Regions from separate parts of the Ovis aries genome. Here region 1 is linked to region 2. The links are chromatin contacts, called in public Hi-C maps. All regions are on one chromosome and are shown on one strand. The core of a region is the stretch at or near the end of the contact, and the rest is flanking DNA. Distances in the headings are between cores, read along the strand shown. Region 1 holds the start of PSMA2 (proteasome 20S subunit alpha 2). Region 2 holds the start of STK17A (serine/threonine kinase 17a).

The links. Hi-C and Micro-C count contacts between places; a contact is called where the count stands out from the background.
Region 1: a contact with region 2 is called in a Hi-C map of skin fibroblasts, with 2.1 times the contacts expected there. The contact joins the promoter of PSMA2 here to the promoter of STK17A in region 2. A contact is called at or near these places in 2 of 16 Hi-C or Micro-C datasets (muscle and skin fibroblasts).

Annotation. Positions count from the first base shown.
Region 1 is chr4:79,789,622-79,794,035 of ARS-UI_Ramb_v3.0, reverse strand. PSMA2 (proteasome 20S subunit alpha 2) reads right to left here and starts at 1,284. Exons shown (of 8, transcript XM_004007997.6): 1 at 1,225-1,284. The coding sequence starts at 1,265. MRPL32 (mitochondrial ribosomal protein L32) reads left to right here and starts at 1,477. Exons shown (of 3, transcript XM_004007996.6): 1 at 1,477-1,635; 2 at 3,511-3,692. The coding sequence starts at 1,506.
Region 2 is chr4:79,167,321-79,172,217 of ARS-UI_Ramb_v3.0, reverse strand. It overlaps STK17A (serine/threonine kinase 17a), which reads left to right and starts at 2,208. Exons shown (of 7, transcript XM_027968745.2): 1 at 2,208-2,546. The coding sequence starts at 2,341.

The DNA of each region.
Region 1 (4,414 bases), core at 35-2,534, 620 kb before region 2:
TAACATATGGTTGTTTCATGTTTCAGCTGGGATTAGGATAACACTTTCTTAAAGATAAAGGTCCAGATTTTGTCTCTGAATACGAACAGTAGCGACCTGTCAAACTTTGTTTCATATCATTGTATATGAAGAGATCTTTTTTAAAAAAGATAAATATTCTAGTATTTTCAGAAGACATTACACAGTAATGCAAAGTGTATTAATTTTGTCGTCAGAAAGAACCCAGTTTAAATATTAACCTATGACCAGGGAGGAGTTATTGAATTTGAGTTGTGGTCAGCTCATCTGTAAAATGTTTAGAAAACATGTATCACACAGAGTAGCCTAAAGAGATGGGAGTAAGCTCCACCCACACAGAAAGTACTCAACAAGTTGGATGCCGCCCGTCTTTAGCTGTCAGATAATATTTTTAATTAAACAGGCCATTACTGATCTGTAGGAAAATGGCCAAATTGAATCCTTCTCCCGTCAGTACAGCCTTTGGTGACGGTTTTCTTACACCGGGAACGATGATAGTGCATCTCTGATTTATTTTGAAAAACATGCTTACATAAATATTCTAAAGTTCAAAAGCCTACCATCTTTCTTTAAATAAACATATCCCCCTTCAAAAATAACAGCCCCAAAGCAAATACAGCCTATTTTGGAGCCCACAAAGACAAGGGGCTAGAAACACTACCACTTTCACTTTCAGTTCTTAAGCTTCCAGTAGGGGCACCGAAGAAATCGAAAGCGGGAAAAGGTTTCCAAAGACATTAGCGCCAAATGGAAGCTAAGACTAGAACTGAACTGTAAAGTTGGGTCTTTCCAAGAAAAAGGAACCCCACAGGGCTGACCAAGATTCCGACCTCCAGAAGCTCCTGAATCAGGCCTACTTGAGTCAGGAAGAAAGAGTTCTGAACAGGAAACCTGAAAGCAGCTCATTCAAAATTGCCTTTTTCTCTAGTTCCAAAGCGAAAGAAAATCCCTGGGTGAGGGCCTCAACTTCCCACAGCGCCTAGATCTCCCAGGATACCCTGACTCGCGTTCCCACGGTCCCCAGGCACCAATGCTCCCCAGGCCGCGGGAAGGCCCCGCAAATGACTTGGCAAACTCGCATTTCCACCCCCATTTCCTACGAGGCCCTCAGGAAGCGCCAAGTCAGAGACCAGGAAGGTAAAAACCTGGTCGGCAGAGCTCCTGCAACCTCGGTTACGTGGAGGACCTCGGGAGTCCCTTCCATACCTGAATGTAGTCAGCGAAAAGCTGTAACCACGCTCCGCCATCTTTACCCGAAGAACCAACGCACATCCGCGCACATGCGCGCTGAAGCCAGTTTCGTTTCTTTTTCCCCGCCCCGCGCGTTCCTTTCTAGATTTCTGATTGGAGAAAAGGCAGAGCCGCTCCAGAAGAATGCTGGGAGTTATAGTTCCAGGTGCGCGTTTGCCCGACTCTGTGTCTATGCGCATGCTCAAGGTAGGGGCGGGACTCAGAGGCCTGGTGGGGGTGGCTTTCGGCCGAGCAACATGGCGCCCACCATGCTGGTGCTGCTGGTTCCGCCGTTGCCCGTAGCCCGAGGACTTCTCTGGAACTGTTGGAAGCAGCTGCAGCGAAAACTTCTGCAGAGCCGACCAGGTTTTCCCAGTCCTCCATGGGGTACGTAAAGAGGCCTCCGTGGAGAGGGGTTTGGACTGGGGACTCCAGGCAGCGTGGTGAAGTCTGCTCGTATTTAGCCTGCTCCGGTGTTCTGATCTTTGGCTGTGTGTAGGGATCGTTGTCCCGGACATTCACTTGCTTAGGAACAAAGACAGCAGTTTTTGCTCCCCAGTCCCCTGCAAAAAGGAAAAGAAACGTCCTCTGACTGTCCCATTCCTACAGAGAATGTAACCGAAGTGCATTAACTTAGCATCAAGGGACACCGCTCTCTAGATCTTCTTTTCTTTCCAGTCCAGTCCACCACCTAAAGCAGTTTGCCTTCTGTACCATTTGAGCTGTGTCAATTGACTCTTGATCCTCTATTTCCCCTGAAAACTAATTTTAAATGGAAATATCTTGGGTGTTAAAATTGTTGTTGCTTTGATATTTACATCCTACTCGATTTCGAAGTTATCCCGAACATAATAATGATAATACTCGGGAGAGCCCACTAAATGTCAAGTGAAGTGAAGTGAAGTCGCTCAGTCGTGTCCGACTCTTTGCGACCCCATGGACTGTAGCACGCCAGGCTTCTGTGTCCATGGTATTTTCCAGGCAAGAATACTGGAGCGGGTTGCCATTTCCTTCTCCAGGGGATCTTCCCGACTCAAGGATCAAACCCAGCTCTCCCGCATTGTAGGCAGCCGCTTTTACCGTCTCAGCCACTAGGAATGTCCCGCTGAATATCAAAGTCAACATATATTTCGTATAATCTCCACTACGTATAATTTCCACTTTCGTTTAATCTCGTCGTATATTTCATATAATCTCCACTAGGATCCCATTAGGTGTCTCCACTTTTGAACTGAAGAACTAGACTCAGAAAGGCCCCAAGGTCACACAGACCTTCCAGAGCCTGTGCTATTAACCACTGGTCTGTGCTTAGCAATACTTTCAGGTATATTGAAAAGGAGTATCGGTTGTTAAGTGTTAAACAGCGTTGTATATTTTTAAGAGTTCCTAAAATCAAAAGAAATATTACAGGCCTGAGGAATATAGCAAGGAGAGGGTAAATAAATCTTTTTTTAAAGTTTTTATTTTTAATTGAAGGATAATTACTATACAATACTGTGTTGGTTTCTGCCATGCATCATGAATCAGCCATAGGTATACATATGTCCCCTCACTCTTGAACGTCCCTCCCACCTCGCACTAATTTTTATAAACAGTTTAGAAAAACAAAAGTGAAATGGGTTGGTGGTCACAGGAGTAAATTAGTATCCTAGAAAGAGTGATGAGTTAGTTTTTTCCTTAGAGTACTTTCCTTAGGGAACAAGACTAAATATTATGAGAACTAAGTGTCTTAAAGGGCCTATCAGGTTATATGACTGAGGAGCTAACTCAATTTGAATATAATTTAAAAAAAAGACAATCAGCATTTATATCTGTGCTAGTAGGAAGTGGATTTTGAAAGCCTCAAGCTTAAGATTTACTTGTAACTAGGTACTGCCTATCAAGCAGAATGTGGACAATTGAGTGAATTATTATTTTTTTTTTTTTTGCCTTGGTTTGTTTAAATTTGGTGCCTCTCACACTTTTATTCATGTTTACTAAACCTCTCAGTTCTGTATTTTAAGATGAGAAACTTTTGGTAGAATTTCACTGATTCATTTAAGCAAGTGCCACTAAATATTCTGTTCTAAAGTTATTTCAGGTATGAACTTTAAGTATATTTTAATAGCTACTAAGGTTTCCTATTAAATGTCTATTGAATGTAATGTTTTAAGTTACATAGGCCTGCTGATATATTACTTTTGATTGTTAAAGAGAGTGATACTTGGAAACGGTCATTTCAGAGCTAGAAACCATTCTGTATCTCCATGGTTTATTTTGTAGGACCAGCGTTAGCGGTCCAAGGTCCAGCTATATTTTCAGAACCAACAAATGATACCAGTGGAAGTACAGAGACGTCCAGCCTTTCGGATAGTATATTTTGGATGGCGGCTCCTAAAAACAGGCGCAGCATTGAAGTGAACCGCTGTAGGAGAAGAAACCCTCATAAGCTTATTAAAGTTAAGGTAATATGGTGATTTTTGTGGGTGTACTTTTTCTCATGTCCACCACTGCATCATCTCTTGATTTGTCCATATAACCTATGAGTAAATTATTTTTAGATCCTGTATGTCTACCTTTCCCTGCTCTAAATAAATCCAATATTCTTGTTATATATGCGTCTACTGTTCTGTAGGCTAAATGCTCAGAACACAGTCAAGGAGGGAGTTCAGAGTCTGGACAGAGGACTGGGTTATAACGAGTCTGTGTGACTTTTGTATTGTGAGCTGTGCCAGTCCTGAGCTGTGTGATTTTGAACTATATGTAAATAAACGTTTTAACTATTGCAGAGCCTAAAAGTCAGAAGCAGTAGATCTGTTTGATATGAGGTTTTATTAACCCTGACAGATTTATTCTCTTCTTTTCCTGAGTCCAATGAGATACTGTGAAGTAAAATCCTTAGATAAGTAGTAAAAATAGTTAATATCTTAATAAGTGCCTTTGATGTATCTAAGTGCTTTACATGAATTATATTTTCAGAACAGCTCTCTGAAGTAAATATTGTTTTGCTCAGCTTGAGAATGAAGAAACTGAGACCAAAAGAATTCATCTATGATCCCAAACTTTGGAGAAGTTTGGAGAAGGAAATGGCAACCCACTCCAGTATTCTTGCCTGGAGAATCCCAGGGACAGAGGAGCCTAGTGGCCTGCCGTCTATGGGGTCGCACAGAGTCGGACACGACTGAAG
Region 2 (4,897 bases), core at 959-3,458:
ATATATATCTCCTTTCTCTATTTTTTCAAGATTTTTGTCTTCAGTTCTTAGTAGTTGACTATGATCTGCTTAGGTATGATTTTCTTTTCTTGAAACCCTGCTTAATATTTATAAAGTTTCTTGATTCTATGAGTTGTTGTCCTTCATTAAGTTTGAAGAATTCCTGGCCGCTATATTTTAAAATATTGCTTCTTTTTTCTCTTCCCTCTCCGTCTGATACTTCAGTTATATGTATGTTAGAACATTTTAACACATAGTACCTTATGTGCTTTAGTCTCTTTTCTGAACATTATTTCCTCTTATCTCTCGTGTTTCACTTTGCAAATTTTTTTATCTATTAAGATCCCTAATCAGGTTCACTAACTCTTTCTTAAGCTTCATAGAATCTGTTATTAAACCCATCTATTCAGTCGTACTTTTAGTTTGTGGGTTTTTCCTCCAGTTCTAAAAAGCCCATTTTATTCTTTGGATTTCTCAGTTCTGTGCTGAAATTCTCTATCTTATAATTTAATTTCTTGAAGATATTAAACACAATTATTTAAAATGTCTTTAAAATTCATTATCTGCATCTTCTTCCTGTTTATTACTTTTTCTATTTTCTATCTTTTTCTCTCAGTTTCTAAGATAATTCTTCTTGTGTGCCCCCCTTTTAAATTAAGTGCCCGACATTGTGTATGAAATATTGTAGAGATAATGTTGACCTTGGATGATGGTGTTTTCCTCCAGAGGGGATTTTCTATTGCGTTTTGAAGCTGTTCTTCAGTCCTTGAGAGAGCTTGTCTATTTCCCTTTACCAGTACTCCTAAGATGTAGCACTTTGGGGTGCCAACTACAAGTCTAGAGTGTCTACCAGCTCCTTCTTCTTAGCAGATCCCTAAACTCCAGTTTTTTGTCTCTCCAGCCTGATGAGACACCTAAAAGCCCTGCTTATTTTCTCACCCTTTCAGTCATTGCTTTGGAATTATCAAATGCTTCATGGGAAAGGGGTGCCATTCTGGGATGCCCTTCTTGTCTGGATCTCAGTGATTCAAGTTCTTGCTGCTTTTGAAACTCTCTGATGTTTCAAGTAGAGGACTATCTGATTTGGAAAAATTTGCCAACTTTCTCAGTGAGAGTATTGATCACACATAGACTAACTCATCATTGCCAGAAGCAAAACTCTGAGGAATGACATGATCTAATTTAGATTTTTTAAAAGATCACTCTGGTGGCCTCAAAAATAAGTGATGTGGAATTGAGGAGGAAGAGGGATGGTAGCAGATAGCCTAGTTAGGGAGCTATCACAATAATCCAGACAAAAGAGAATGGTAGTTGTGGTCATGGGGAAATGGAGAGGAGTGATCAGATTCTGGATATGTTTTGAAGGTAAAGCCAAGAGGATTTCTTACAAAATGGATGAGGGGTATGAGAGAAAGAGAGGAGTCAATGTTGACCCCAAGGTCTTTGGCTTGAACCACTGGAAGGATGGAAATAGCATTTACTGAGGTGGGGAAACTTGGTGGGACTGAATTTATGAAGGATGATCAGGAGATGACTTCTGCTGGTTAAATTTGAAATGCTAATTTGTTATCCAACTGGTGATGCCAAGTGTATACTTCAATATATGAGTGTGAAGTTCAGAGAATGGTTGGAAACTAGAGATAAAAATTTTGTAGTCGTGAGCATACGGATGTAATTAAAACCTCAAGACCGGATGAGAGCACCTTGAAAGTTAAATATAGAGAAGACTGTAGGGCTGGTATGCGGGTTTAAAAATATTTATCCATCTCTTGCCTTCATGTCCTCCTCTCAGTGTGGGAATGTACCAGATGCCCCAGGCAACTTCCACGTGCTGTACAGCAGCCCTGATCAGCCCTGATCATCACCTCTCCTGACCCGCCCAAGGGAAGGGATCGTGAAGCTCTGGCTGGTAGCTCCTACGCATTTTCATTAATGTAGGGCTCAGATTTGCAACACTCAGATGCTTAGCAGGTGCGTAACTGGCTGACGCAGCGGGTCCTCCAGTCAGAAGGGTGGTGCTGTGAGTCGCCTGCAGATTGTCGGGGCCGGCTGCCGGGCCCCCCGCCAGGCTGCACCTTCTCCCCCTCAGCTGCAGAGGGCGCGCGCGAGGCACGCGGCCCTCAGGAACCCACTGGAGCTCCCCGGGGGGCAGGGGAGAGGCGGGGCCGGACGTGGGGCGGAGCCAGGCGGCCTGGAGGCAGCCGGCCGCAGTCTGTGCGCAGCTCCGGGCAGAGCGGGTGGCATCCTCGCGCCGGCTCGGGGCAGCTGGAGGCGGGGCCGTTACCCGCCGGGAGCTCCGAGCGAGCCGGGTGGCAGGCAAGAAAAGCACGCCCGAGCGCCATGATTCCTCTCGAGAAGCCGGGCAGCGGCGGCTCTTCCCCGGCCGCCGCCTCCGGCTCGGGTCGGGCTGGCCGGGGTCTGGGCACGCCGCGCCGGCCGCCGCCCCCGACCCAGGCCCGCGGGCTGCTGACGGAGATCCGCACCGCTGTGCGCACCGAGCCCTTTCAGGACGCCTACACCCTGACCCCGGGCCGGGAGTTGGGCAGGTGAGGCCGGCGGGCGCGCGCAGATAAGTGCGGGAGGCCGGCCGGCGCGGGGGCAGATAGCGCGTCGGGACCGGGTACAGACGTGGGTGCGGGCGGCGATTAGGGCGGCGGGGCCCCCCGGCCACGAGTCCACGCGCGGCTTCCTCCAAAGCCGTGGTAGCGGCCATGAGAAAGGCTGCCGCCAGAAGCTAGACCCCTTCCTCTTTTTGCTGTGGGCGTTTCAGCCTCTGTGGTCCCCTGTACGGTAACTTAACGAGGTGGCGTGGGAACCACGCTGCAAATCTTTCCCCGCGGCAGCGAGTCTGAAGTCAGCACAGGTGTGGAGTCAGCTTTGGTCTTGCCTGCGAACTTGTGGGTTCCTGCTTCTCTCTCTGTGGCTGTGATAGAGGAGCGCAGAACCCCGAGCGTAACAGCTTCTTGCGCACCAGCCCTGGGCCAGTTTCCGTCAACCGCTTTCTGCTGACTTCAGTTGCGATTTCTTGGGTTTGTGCTGTTTGCGTTCTGAAATATTTAGGTCCGTGTGCTTTAAGTTCAGATCGGTTTCACTTGTGGACTCTGGGCCCTTCCTTGTCTGACTCTTTCTACGCAGTGATACAGCCCTTGCCTTTTCTTCCCCATCTCGTTGTTGTTTTGTAGGGGTAGGGAGAGCTTAGAATTTGGTCTGTTTTTAAAATCGCAAAAGGTGAAGGCTGTTGGGATACTTTACGTCTTGTACGTTGAAGAGGGGTCACAGTGTGATAGGTTTTGTTGTTTAGTCGTAAATCATGTCCGACTCTTTTGTGACCCCATGGACTGTAGCCCACCAGGCTCCTCTTGTCCATGAGATTTCCCAGGCAAGAAAAGTGGAGTGGGGTATTGCCATTTCCTTCTGCAGGGGATCTTCCCGACCAGGGATTGAACCAGCATCTCCGTGCAAGCGGATTTTCCTTTCTTTCTTTCTTTTTTATTGCTGACCGACGGGGGAACAGTAGAGGTTTGGGGACCGACTTTTTCTCTGAGAACAGTTTGAAGAAATTGTCAGAAGCACTGGCTTTGGGGTCAGACCCGAGCTCAGATCCCCACTCTGCTTGCTCTGTGTGCCTTTGGACGGTGACTTAGTCTCCCCAGCTTCACGTTTCCCACCCATAATATCAATATAGTGACAGTACCTCCCTCATGGGGGTGTTGAGAAGGTGCAGGGGCTGTATAGGCCAAACCACTGGTCCTGGCACACAGCATTTGATAAGTGTTAGCAGGTGCTGCAGACATCTATCAAGTTGGCAAAATCTCACCATGTAATGGGGAATGGGCCTGACAGTTATAACAGTCTTCATTTGAGGGTCTTGGAAAAAAGTCTTATAACAGTGATTACAACGTTAAAAACAAGCCGCCTTACGAATATTACGGTAACCTTTAGAAATCGTTTTTTGGCAAAGAAACTGACCTTAAAAGTGTCTTATTTATTCCACATGGGAAAAGGAAAAACGTCTTCCAGGGCCAAGCTTTACTTCCCTCTGCTAGGCACTAATTAACTGGATCTTTGTGCACTCTATGACAAAAGAAGACAGCTCCTGACTCATCTAGGTATTCTAATTGGTGAAAATTCCAGACATTCTGAAGTAACTGATTTCTCAAGGAAGGAAAACTAGGACTCCCCATTGTTTGGTTGTCTGGCTTCATTCCACAGAAGGGAAAACACATTACACAACTGAAAAATGTCTTCAGGTGGCAAGCACTGTCTTGTAGGCTCGTAATAGATGATTTAATCCGAAAACAATTGATTTGCTCCCTACCAGGTGTTGTGACAATCCCTCCAGGAACCAGGGAGGTTACATCAACTTTCATTTTAACCTCTATTATAAAATTAGTTTGTCTGTAAAGTTGTGTTCGTTTGCTTGAAGGTTATGACATCTGTTACATATCTTATATGAATTTCTTTACATAAGCAAAAACTCCAGAAGCACAGAATACAGTTAGATAGGTACTTGATATAAGAGCCCAAAACTGAAAAAGAAAATGAATGTATTTGTTTCTTTTTGGTTCCGTTTTCTTCACGGAGAAGTGTAACACAGTGTTTAAGAACATGGACTTAGCAGTTAGTCAGTCTGTGATTGAGTCTTGGCTCTTTACTTACTGGATTCCCTGGTAGCTCAGACAGTAAAGCCTTTATCCGCAGTGAGGGAGACCTGGTTTCTATCTCTGTGTGGGGAAGATTCCCCTGGAGAAGAAAATGGCAACCCACTCCAGTATTCTTGCCTAGAAAATTCCATGGATGGAGGAGCCTGGTGGGCTGCGGTCCATGGGGTCGCAGAGTCGGACACGACTGAGCGACTTCACTTTATATGTACTTGACTGAGTTACCAAATCTCTGA